Linked DNA regions of Mustela erminea: region 2 is linked to region 1. The links are chromatin contacts, called in public Hi-C maps. All regions are on one chromosome and are shown on one strand. Each heading gives the region's core, a stretch centred on a gene start, on an enhancer-like site or on the middle of the called end of the contact. The rest is flanking DNA. Distances are from core to core; before and after follow the strand shown.

What was found. A called contact is a pair of places that touch in the nucleus more often than the background predicts.
Region 2: a Hi-C map of fibroblasts shows a contact between it and region 1, with 3 times the contacts expected there. The contact joins two enhancer-like sites. A contact is called at or near these places in 2 of 3 Hi-C or Micro-C datasets (fibroblasts and spleen).

What each region holds. Positions count from the first base shown.
Region 1 is chr3:4,357,865-4,364,069 of mMusErm1.Pri, forward strand. No RefSeq gene overlaps it. Among named protein-coding and RNA genes, the nearest start is that of JMJD4, 230 kb to the left of the region's middle. Within about 2 kb of position 2,472, the one cell type or tissue checked has open chromatin away from gene starts, as enhancers often do. A contact at or near this core is called in fibroblasts, where this site is marked.
Region 2 is chr3:4,925,668-4,931,872 of mMusErm1.Pri, forward strand. No RefSeq gene overlaps it. Among named protein-coding and RNA genes, the nearest start is that of JMJD4, 800 kb to the left of the region's middle. Within about 2 kb of position 3,089, the one cell type or tissue checked has open chromatin away from gene starts, as enhancers often do. A contact at or near this core is called in fibroblasts, where this site is marked.

The sequences.
Region 1 (6,205 bases), core at 1,222-3,721:
TGTAGGTTTATCCTAATTTGGGTTGTCTAGGAAGCTCCATACATCAACATTTTTCTTCTGGAGGGCAGACAGAGTGCTGCATTGTGGGTCCTGAATTGCCAAACATGAGGGATTTGGGGCCGGGAGAGTGAGGACGGAAGACTGAGAACACAAGCTAGACTTAAGTTTCAGGGCGAGGGCAAATCAGGCACACTCTGCAGAGCTGAATTGGGATCTCGTGCATCTGAAGTCATGGTGAGGATCAGACGTTGGCTCAGTTTGGAGTTCCTGTCCAAGATGGCCCCTACATAAAGGGGGGGGGCATCACAAGCCATCGAAGTTTTCCCTCTTTGGGAGTTGTGAGATGATACAAAAGGCAGGGATTCCTTCGGTAGGACATTTGAGACCTGTTGATGGCTCCAGGACGTCCCATACGGAATGACACCAGAGCAGAGTTCTAAGGATGGATCCCTGAGCAGGCCGCCTTGCATTATAATTGTCTCCTAAAGACAAGCCAGGTTCAATCAGCTGGCTCTGGGGAAGCAACCGAGGGGGCTGAATTGAAATGGAATCTCCTGTGGATGGGTCCTTATGTGGGTTTGTGTCCGTGAAGACCTTGGAATGTGCCGGTGGTACTGGGGCCCTGAGGTATTCTCCTAACTGGAGGTTTTGAGACATGTCCAAAGAGCAAGTTTCCCATGTGGAGACGAGATTTGTTCTGATTGGTGCCTCAGGAATCCCCCTTATGCTGGTATTGGAAACCAGGACTCTGAGGAGAGATACCTGGAAACCAAAGCAATGGTTCCAATTAGGGCATAGGGGCCTGTCCAGTTCAATGCTCTCTGGAAACATCTGTATGGTATGAGTGGAGGTAATTGCTCAGCTGGTGACAGACTGCCCATGTTTGTCCGGGCAGCCTACACTATTGGGATGGTCTTGGGGACTTTGGAGGTTTCTCCTAATTTGTAGGATTGTAGACTATGTAATGAGCAGGATTCCCATGGAGTGGGCAGGCACAGTCTTGATGTGTGGCTCTAGGGACCCCAGCATGGAGGCTGTGTGGTCACGGACTGTGGGGACAGAAGTCTAAAAACACAAACTCAGCTTAGGTTTGGGGATGTAGGTATGGCAGGCCCGATCTATAGAACATGGGGAACTCTTCAGTTTATGAAAAAAGGGCGAGTGTGAGGCGCTTGCTCAGGCTTTTGTCTCTGGATTTTGTGTCACCGATGGATGTGGAATGTCGGGGAGGCCTCATGGGCCATGGGCGAGTATTCGTCTCTGTGGATTTGGTCTGATCCCAAGAGTTTTGGGACAATCTGTAAGATGGGAGGAGTCCTTTCTGTTTTGTTACCTCAGGTGTCCCTCCAAAAGAGGGATTCCAGAGCAGAGTCCTGGGGAAGGGCAACTGGACAAACAGAAATATGGTTAAAAATTGGGACCTAGGGGCATGGCAAGCCCATTATGATGTCTAATGGTCCAACCACTGAGAGGACTTACTAGAGGACAGGACTCATGCTGAGAGTCACCATGTGTGTTTATGTCCTCGCAGCACTCAAGCATGGGCGGGGCATCATGATGTGCGTTCGTTTCTCGTACACTGAACGTTGGACAACATTCCAACCACAAGGTTTTTTGCCATGGGAAAGGAGGAGTTCTGATTTCTGCATCACATTCACCCCTTGGCTGGGTTTGGAGTTAAGGTCTAAGTTCTGAAGCCTGAAAAGCTAGGTTGGGAAGAGATGAAGTGCTAAGGCCATGGCGGGTCTGATGTGCTCAGTGTGCAGTCAGCTGTCTGAGTATTGGTCAGGAGGTCCGGGCTCTGGTTGTGACAGACAGTGCATTAGTGCCCAGGTTAGATTATATAATTTGGGTACAGTCGAGTGCCATGTAGTTCCATCCTCATTTGGGGTGTTTGGGAAGCTCCCTAGGGCAACATGTTTCTTCTGGTTGGCAGGCAGAGTGCTGCACTGTGGGTCCGGAGTTGCCAAACTTGAGGGCTTGGGATACACGAGTGTGAGGACAGAAGTCTGAGAACACGAGCTAGACTTAGGTTTCAGGGCGAAGGCACGGCAAGCACACCCCGCAGAGCTGAATCGAGATCTCGTGCATCTCGAGTCAGAGCAATGAACAAACGTAGGCTCAGGTTTTTGTGTCTCTCCATGATGGTCCCTTCATAAAGTGAGGGGGAGGCATCACAAAGCTATCGAGGTTTTCCCACGTTGGGAGTTGTGAGATGCTCCAACATGCAATGATTTCTTATGCAGGACATTGGAGACCTGTTGGATGGCACCAGGATGTCCCATACATAATGACGCCAGAGCAGGGTTCTAAAGATGGATGCTTAGACAGCCTGCCTCCCATTCCAATTGTCTCCTAGCGACAGGACAGGTTCCATCTGCTGGCTCTGGGGGAGCAACCGAGGCGGCTGAGTTGAAATGGAATCTCCTGCGGATGGGTCCTAATGTGGGTTTGTGTCCATGGAGACCTTGGAATGGGGCGGTGGCACTGGGGCCCTGAAGGGTTTTCCTAACCAGAGGTTTTGAGACAGCTACAAAGAGCTCGTTTCCCAACTGGAGATGAGATTTGTTCTGATTGGTGCCTCAGGAAACCCCCATATGCTGGTATTGGAAACCAGGCCTCTGAGGAGAGATACCTGGAAACCAAAGCAATAGATCCGATTAAGGCCTAGGGGCCTGTCCGTATCAATCTCCTTCTCTGGTGAAATCTTTCTATGGTATGAGTGGAGGTAGTTGCTCACTTGGTGTCAGACCGCCCCTGTTTGTCCGGGCAGCCTACGTTATTGAGATGGCCCTGGGACTTTGGAGGTTTCTCCTAATTTGTAGGATTGTGGACAATGGAAAGGGCAGAATTCCTGTGGAGTGGGCAGGCACAATCCTGAAGTGTGATTCCAGGCGCCCCATTCTGTAGGTTGTGTGGGCCCGGACTATGGGGAGAGAAGTCTGAAAACACAAACTCAGCTTAGGTTTTGGGATGGAGTTATGGCAGGCCCGATCTACAGAACGTGGGGAGAACTCTTCCAGATATGAAGAAAGGGCGAGTTTGAGGTGCTTGCTAAGACTTTTGTCTCCAGATTTTGTGTCACCGATGGCCGCAGAATGTTGGGGAGGCCTCACGGGCCATGGGTGAATCTTCCTCTCTATGGATTTGGCCTATCTCAAGAACTTTGGTTCTATCTGTGGGATGGGAGGAGTCCTTTCTGTTTTATTACCTCAGCTGTCCCACCAAAAGAGGTATTCCAGAGCAGAGCCCTGGGGAGGGGCAACTGGACAACCAGAAATATGGTTAAAAATTGCGAGCTAGGGGCATGGCAAGCCCATTATGACATCTAATGGTCCATCCACCGAGAGGACTTACTAGAAGACAGGACTCAGGCTGAGGGTCACCATGGGTGTTTATTCCCTCGCAGAATTCAAGCTTTGGTGGGGCCTCATGGTGAATGCAGGTTTTCCTACACTGAACGTTGGACAACATGGCAACCACAAGGTTTCTTGCCATGGGGAAGGAGGAGTTCTGATTACTTCATCACGTTCTCCTTTGGGCATGGTTTGGAATTAATGTTTACGTTCTGAAGCCTGAAAACCGAGGTTGGGAAGAGATGAGTGCGGTCAGCTCTGGGTGGTATTCAGGACATCTGGGCTCAGGTTGCATCAGACAGTGCATTAGTACCCAGGTTAGACTATATAATTTGGGTACAGTTGAGTGTCATTTAGTTTTATCATCAATTGTGGTGTCTGGGAAGCTCCATAGGGCACCATTTTTCTTCTGGAGGGCAGACAGAGTGCTGCATTGTGAGTCCGGAGTTGCCAAACTTGAGGGCTTGGGGGAAACTAGTATAAGGACAGAAGTCTGAGAACACAAACTAGACATAGGTTTCAGGGCAAGGATCAGAAGTAGGCTCAGGTTGGAGTTTCTCTCCATGATGGCCCCTTCATGAAGGGGGGAAGGACATCAAAAAGCCATCAAGATTTTCCCACGTTGGGAGTTGTGAGATGCTCCAAAACGCCGGGATTCCTTCTGCAGGACATTTGAGACCTGTTGGACGGCTCCAGGACGTCCCATATGGAACGACGCCAGAGCAGGGTTCTAAGGATGGATGCCTGAACAGCCTGCTTCACATTCCAATTGTCTCCTAACGACAAGACAGGTTCAATCTATTAGCTTGGAGGAGCAACCGAGGGGCCTGAGTTGAAATGGAAACTCCTGCTGTTGGGTCCTAATGTGGGTTTGTGTCCATGGAGATCTTGGAATGAGGTGGTGGCACTGGGGCCCTGAAGGATTCTCCTAACCGGAGGTTTTGAGACAGCTCCAAAGAGCAAGTTTCCCATTTGGAGATGAGATTTGTTCTGATTGGTGCCTCAGGAATACCCCATATGCTGGTATTGGAAACCACGTCTCTGAGGAGAGATACCTAGAAACCAAAGCAATGGATCCGATTAAGGCCTAGGGGCCTGTCTGGTTCAATCTCCTTCTCTGGCGACATCTGTCTAGGGTGTGAGTTGAGGTAGTTGCTCAGCTGGTGTCAGACCGCCCCTGTTTGTCCGGGCCGTCTAAACTATTGGGATGGCCTCGGGGACTTTGGAGGTTTCTCCTAATTTGTAGGATTGTGGACAATGGAAAGGGCAGAATTCCCGTGGAGTGGGCAGGAACAGTCTTGATGCGTGGCTCCAGGGTCCCAAGCCTGGAGGTTGTGTGGGCCCGGATTGTGGGGAGAGAATTCTGAAAACACAAACTCAGCTTAGGTTTTGGGACGGAGGTATGGCAAGGCTGCTCTACAGACCGTGGGGAGAACTCTTTGGGATATGAAGAAAGGGTGACTGTGAGGCACTTGCTCAGGCTTTTTTCTCTGGAATTTGTGTCACTGATCATCGTGTAATGTCGGGGAGGCCTCATGAGCCATTGGCGAGTCTTCTCTGTGGATTTGGCCCGATCCCAAGAGTTTTCGGTCAATTTGTTAGATGGGAGGAGTCCTTTCTGTTTTGTTACCTCAGGTGTCTCACCAAAAGACGGATTCCATAGCAGAGCCCTGGGGAGGAGCGACTGGACAACCAGAAATCTGGTTAAAAATTGGGACCTAGGGGCTTGTCAAGCCCATTATGACATCTAATGGTCCCGCCACTGAGAGGACTTACTAGAAGACAGGGCTCACGCTGAGGGTAACAATGTGTGTTTATGCCCAAGCAGCACTCAAGCATGGGCGGGGCCTCATGGTGAACACTGGTTTCTCCTACACTGAATTTGGACAACGTGGCAACCACAAGGTTTCTTGCCATGGGGAAGGAGGAGTTCTGATTTCTGCATCAAGTTCACCCATGGCAGGGTTTGGAGTTAAGGTCTAAGGTCTGAAGCCTGAAAACCGAGGTTGGGAAGAGACGACGAGCTAGGGCCATGGTGGGTCCGATGTGCTCAGTGTGCAGTCAGATTTCTGTGTTTTGGTCAGGTGGTCTGGGCTCAGGCTGTGTCAGACAGTGCATTAGTGCCCAGGTGAGACTATATAATTTGGGTACCGTCGAGTGCCATGTGGGTCTACCCTCATTCAGGGTGTCTGAGAAGCTCCATAGGGCAACATTTTTCTTCTGGATGGCAGGCAGAGTGCTGCATTGTGGGTCCGGAGTTGCCAAACTTGAGGGCTTGGAGTGCAGGAGAGTGAGTACAGAAGTCTGAGAACACAAGCTGGACTTAGGTTTCAGGGCGAGGGCAAGGCAGGCACACTCTGCAGAACAGAATCGAGGTCTCCTGCATCTGAAGTCTAGGCGAGGATCAGCCGTTGGCTCAGTTTGGAGTTCCTGTCCATGATGGCCTCTTCATAAACGGGGGGGTGGGGCATCACAGAGCCATCGAGTTTTTTCTACTTTGGAAGTTGTGAGATTCCTTCTGCAGGACATTTGAGACCTGTTGAATGGCTCCAGGACGTCCCATATGGAACAACGCCAGAGCAGGTTCTAAGGATGGATGCCTGGACAGCCCACCTCACATTCCAATTGTCTCTTAATGACAAGACTGGTTCAATCTGCTGGCTTGGGGAGAGTAACCAAGGGGGCTGAGTTGAAATGGAATTTTCTGCAGATGGGTCCTAATGTGGGTTTGTGTCCGTGGAGACCTTGGAATTGGGCCGTGGCCTTGGGGCCCTGAAGGATTCACCTAACTGGAGGTTTTGAGACAGCTCCAAAGAGTTCATTCCCATCTGTAGACGAGATTTGTTCTA
Region 2 (6,205 bases), core at 1,839-4,338, 570 kb after region 1:
GTGCCTCAGGAAAGCCCCATATGCTTGTCTTCAAACCCTGGCCTCTCATGCTTGACACCTGGAAACCAAAGCAAGAGTTCAGATTAGGGCCTAGGGACCTATCCAGTTCAATCTTCTGTCTCTCCGGACATCAGTCTACGTGTCTGTGTGGAGGTAGTTGCTCAGCTTGTGTCAGGATGCCCCTGTTTGTCCTGGGCGGCTTACAGTAGTGGGATGTCCTTTGGGGGCCTTGAGGTTTCTCCTATTCTGTAGGGTTGTGTTCAATGGAATGGGCACAGTCTCCTAGGAGAGAGCAGGACAGTCCTGTGGTGTGGTTCCAGAGGCCCCAGCCTGGTGGCTGTGTGGGCCAGGGATGTGGGCACAGACATCCAAAAACACAAACTCAGCTGAGATTTGGGGCCATGGTTATGGCAGGACTGATCTACAGTCCGTGAGGGGAGCTCCTCGCAATATAAAAGGAGGTTTAGTGGGAGGCGGTCGTTCAGGCTTATGTCTCTGGATGTTGTATTCACGATGGACATTTAATGTAGGGGTGGATTCATGGCCCATGGAAGAGTCTCCCTCTCTGGTTATTTGCCCAGCTCTCAAACAATTGGGATCATTCTGTGGGAATGGAGGAGTCCTGTTCTCTGTATCATGTGTCACCCCAACTGAGCTGTTCTAGAGCAGAACACTGGGTACAGACAACTGGAATACCCATCCTCTGGTTAGGCCTGGGGGCATATGGACATGGCAAGCCCGGTACGCGGGCTCTTGTTCCAGCCACTGAGAGGTGTTACTTGAATAGGGGACTCACGCATAGGGTCACAATGCGTGTTTGTGCCCAAGGCGGCCCTCAATCATGGGTGGGGCTTCATTGAGCATGCAGGTTTCTCCTACACTGAACATTGCACAACATGCAAGCCACAAGGTTTCTTGACATGGGGAAGGAGGAGTTCTTATTTCTGCATCACGTTCACCTCTTGGCAGTGATTGGAGATAAGGTCTAGGTTCTGAAACCTGAAAACTGAGGTTAAGAAGAGATGACGACCTAAGGCCATGACGTGTCTGATGTGTTCAGTTTGGGGCCAGCTTTCTAGGTGTCGTCCAGTAGGTCTGTGCTCAGGTTGTGCCAGTCAGGGCATTAGCGCCCAGATAGGCTGTATATAATTGTGTTACAGTCGAGGGGCATGCAGAAGATAATCATTTGGGGTTTCTCGGTAGCCCCCTAGGGCAAAGTTTTTCTTCTGGAGGGCAGGCAGAGTGCTGCATTGTAGCTCCAGAATTTCCAAATTTGAGGGCTTTGGGGCCAGGAGTATAAGGACGGAAGTCTGAGAACACAAGCTAGGCTTAGGTTTCGGTGAGAGGGCACAGCAGGCACACACTGCAGAGCTGAATCTAAGGACGGAAGTCTGAGAACACAAGCTAGGCTTAGGTTTCGGTGAGAGGGCACAGCAGGCACACACTGCAGAGCTGAATCGAGATTTCTTGCATCTGAAGTAAGGGTGAGGATCAGATGTTGGTTCAGGTTGGAGTTTCTGTCCATGATAGCCCCTTCATGAAAGGGGGTCATTATGAGGTCATGGGGGTTTTCCCATGATGGGAGTAGTAAGATGATCCAAACCACAAGGATTTTATGTGGGTCAACTGAAACCTGTTGGATGGCTCCAGGACGTCCCATACAGAACAACGCCAGAGAAGGATTTTAAGGATGGATGCCTGGGCAGCCCACCCCTCATTCCAATTGTCTCCTAGCAACAGGACACGTTTGATCTGCTGGCTTTGGCATAGCAACCAATGGGCCTGAGTTGAAATGGACTCTCCTGAGGATAGGTCATAATGTGAGTTTGTGTCCATTGAGACCTTGGAATGGGGCAGTGGCCCCGGGGCCCTGAAGGATTCTCCTAACCGTAGGTTGTGACACAGCTCCAATGAGAAAGTTTCCCATAGGGAAATGAGATTTGTTCTCATTGGTGCTTCAGTAACTCCCCATATGCTGGTATTGGAAACCAGAACTCTGAGGAGAGATGCCTGGAAACCAAAGCAATGAAACTTATTAGGGCCTAGGGGCTAGCGGCCTGTCTGGTTTAATCTTCTTTTCTGGGGACATCTGTCTACGGGTCTTAGGGGAGGTAGTTCCTCAGCTGGTGTCAGATAACCCCTGTTCGTCCAGGGCGGTCTACACTATTGGGATGGCCTCAGTGAATTGGGAGGTTTCTCCTAATTTGCAAGTTTGTGGCCAATGAAATGGGCAGAATTCCTTTGGGGAGGGAAGGCACAGTCCTGAGGTGTGGCTCCAGGGGCCCAAGTGTGGAGGGTGTGTGGGCCAGAGCTGTGGGGACAACAGTCTGAAAACAGAAACTCAGCTTAGTTTTCAGGATGTAGGTATGGGAGGCCCGATCTGCAGACCTTGAGAACTCTTCATGATACGAACAAAGGGTGAGCGTGAGGCACTTGCTCAGGATTTTGTCTCTGGATTTTGTGTCACCGATGGTCGTGGAATGTCAGCGTGGCCTCCTGGGCCTTGGACGATTCTCCCTTTCTGGGGATTTGGCCCAATGCCAAGATTTTGGGGTCATTCTGTGAAAGGAGAGCAGTCCATTCTGTTCTTTTACCTCAGGTGTGCCACTAAAAGAGGGATTCCAGAGCAGAGCCCTGGGGAGAGGCGACTGGACCACCTGAACTCTGGGTAAGATTGGGGGCCTAAGACTTGGCAAGCCCCATATGGGGGTTCTTGGTCTAGCCACTGAGAGGCCTTACTTGAGGACAGAGCTCACACTGAGGGTCACAATGCATGTTTTTGCCCAAAGCAGCCCTCAAGCATGGGCGGGGATTCAAGGGCCACACTGGTATCTCCTACACTGAATGTTGGACAACATGCCAGCCACAAAGTTTCTTGACATTGGGAAGTAGGAGTTCTGATTTCTGGAATACGTTCACCCCTGGGCAATGATTGGAGATAAGTTCTAGGTTCTAAAGCCTGAAAACCGAGGTTGGGAAGAGATGATGACCTAAGGCCATGGCAGATCCGATGTGTTCAGTGTGTGGTCAGCTGTCTGGGTGTTGGTCAGGAGGTCCGGGCTCAGGCTGTGTCAAACAGGGCATTAGTGCCCAGGTTCGACTATATAATTTGGGTACAGTCGAGTGCCGTGTAGGTTTATCCTCATTTAAGGTGTCAGAGAAGCTCATTAGGGCAACATTTTTCTTCTGGAGGGTAGGCAGAGTTCTGCACTGTGGGTCCGGAATTGCCAAACTTGAGGGATTGGGGGCCAGGAGTGTGAGGATGGAAATCTGAGAACAGAAGCTATGCTTAGGTTTCAGGGCGAGGGCAAGGCAGGCACACTCTGCATAGCTGAATTGAGATCTCGTGCATCTAGAGTCAGGGCGAGGATCAGACGTAGGCTCAGGTTGGAGTTTCTGTCCATGATGGCCCCTTCATGAAGTGGGGTTGGGCATCACAAAGCCATCAAGATTTTCCCACGTCGGGAGTTCTGAGATGCTCCAAAATGCAGGGATTCCTTCTTCAGGACATTTGAGACCTGTTGGATGGCTCCAAGACGTCCCATATGGAAGAAGGCCAGAGCAGGATCCCAAGGATGGATGCCTGGACAGCCGGCCTAGCAATCCAATTGTCTCCTAGCGATAAGACTGGTTTGATCTTCTGGCTCTGGGGGAGCAACTGAGGGGGCTGAGTTGAAATCTACTCTCCTGCAGATGGGTCCTAATGTCAGTTTGTGTCCATGAAGACCTTGGAATGGGGTGCTGGCACCGGGGCCCTGAAGGATTCTCCTAACCGGAGGTTATGAGACAGCTACAAAGAGCAATTTTCCTATGTGCAGATGAGATTTGTTCTGATTAGTGCCTCAGGAAACCCCCGTATGCTGGTATTAGAAAGCAGGCTTCTGAGGAGAAATACCTGGAAACCAAAGCAATGGATCTGATTAGGGCATGGGGCCTGTCAGGTTCAATCTTCTCTGGCGACATCTGTCTATGGTATGAAAGGAGGTAGTTGCTCGGCTTTTGTTAGACCGCCCCTGTTTGTCCGGGAGGCCTACACTATTGGGATGTCTTTGGGGACTTTGGAGGTTTCTCCAAATTTGTATGATTGTGGACAATGGAATGGGCAGAATTCCATGGAGTGGGCAGGCACAGTCCTGATGTGTGGCTCCAGTGGCCCCAACCTGGAGGGTATGTGGGCCTGGAATGTGGGTACAGATGTCTGAAAACACAATCTCAACTTAGGTTTGGGGACGTAGGTATGGCAGGTCCGATCTACAGATCGTGAGGAGAACTCTTTGGGATATGAAGAAAGGGCGAGTGTGAGGCACTTGCTCAGGCTTCTTCTCTGGATTTTGTGTAATGATGGCAGTGGAATGTCGCGGAGGCCTCATGGGCCATGGACGAATCTTCCTCTCTGTGGATTTGGCCTGATACCAAGAGTTTTGGGTCAATATGTGGGATTGGAGGAGTGCTTGCTGTTTTGTTACCTCAGGTGTCCCAACAAAAGAGGGATTCCAGAGCCGAGCCTGGGGAGGGGCAACTGGACAACCCGAACTCTGGTTAAAAATTGGTGCCTAGCGGCATAGCAAGCCCAATATGCCGTCTCTTGGTCCATCCATTGAGAGGCCTTACTTGAGGCAGTGCTCATGCTGAAGGGCACAATGCGTGTTTGTGACCAACACGGCCCTCAAGCATGGGCGGCATGTGGCCTCATGGGCCACACTGGTTTCAACTACACTGAACGTTGGACAACATGCCAACCACAAGGTTTCTTGCCATGGGGAAGGAATTATGATTTCTGCATCATGTTCAACCCTGGGCAGTGATTGGAGATAAGGTCTAGGTTCTGAAGCCTGAAAACCGAGTTTGGGAAGAGATGACAACCTAGGGCCATGGGGGGTCCGATGTGCTCAGTGTGCGGCCAGCTGGGTAAGTGTGGGTCGGGAAGTCTCATGCATTTGATGTCAGGGTGAGGATCAGAAGATCACTCAGTTTGGAGTTTCTGTCCCTGATGGCCCCTTCATGAAGGGGGGGAACGTGAGGCCATGGAGGTTTTCCAACGATTGTAGTTGTGAGATGCCCCAAACCATAAAGATTCTTCTGCGGGACCATTAAGACCAGTTGGTGGGCTCCAGGAGGTCCCAGACAGAATGATTCTGAGCAGGTTTCTAAGGATGGATGGCTGGGCAGCTTGCCTCTCATTATAATTGTCTCCTAGAGACAAGACAAGTTCGATCTGCTGGGTCTGGGGGAGCAATCGAGGGGGCTGAGTTGAAATGGGCTCTCCTGCGGATGGGTCCTAATGTCGGTTTATGTCCATGGAGACCTTGGAATGAGGCAGTGGCACCAGGGCCCTGAAGGGTTCTCCTAACCAGAGGCTTTGACACAGCTCCAGTGGGAACGTTTCCCAGGTGGAGACGAGATTTGTTCTGATGGTGCCTCAAGAAACAGCCATATGCTGGTATTGGAATCCAGGCCTCTGAGGAGAGACACCTCGAAACCAAAGCAATGGATCTGATAGGGCCTAGGGGCCTGTTCGTTCCAATTTTCTTCTCTGGGGATATCTGTCTATGGGTCTGAGTGCAGGTAGGTAGGTGCTCAGATGGGCTCAGATTGCCCCTGTTTGTCCCGGGCGACCTACACTATTTGGATGGCCTCGGGGACTTTGGAGGTTTATCCTATTTGTAGGGTTGTGGCCAATGGAATGGGCAGAATTCCCTTGGAGAGGGCAGGTACAGTCCTCAGGTTTGGCTCCAGGGGCCTGAGCCTGTAGGATGTGTGGGGTGGGGCTGTGGGGACATTTGTCTGAAAACACAAACTCGGCTTAGGTTTCGGGTCGTAGGTATGGCAGGACTGATCTACAGACCGTGAGGAGTACTCTTCGGGATATCAACAAAGGGCAAGTGTGAGAAACTTGCTCAGGCTTTTGTCTCTGGATATTGTGTCACCTTGGAATGTCGGGTGTCCTCATGGGCAATGGACGAGTCTCCCTCTCTGGGGATTTGGCCTGAACCCAAGAATTTGGGGACATTCTGTGTGATGGGAGGAGTCTTTTTTTTTTTTTTAAACCTCAGGTGTCCCACTAAAAGAGGGATTCCAGAACAGAGCCCTGTGGAGTGAGGAATGGGCAAACCGACCTCTCATTAAAAATGGGGGCTAGGGGCATGGTAGCCCCATATATGGGCTCTTGGTCCAGTCACTCTCAGGCTCTACTTGAGGACAGGAC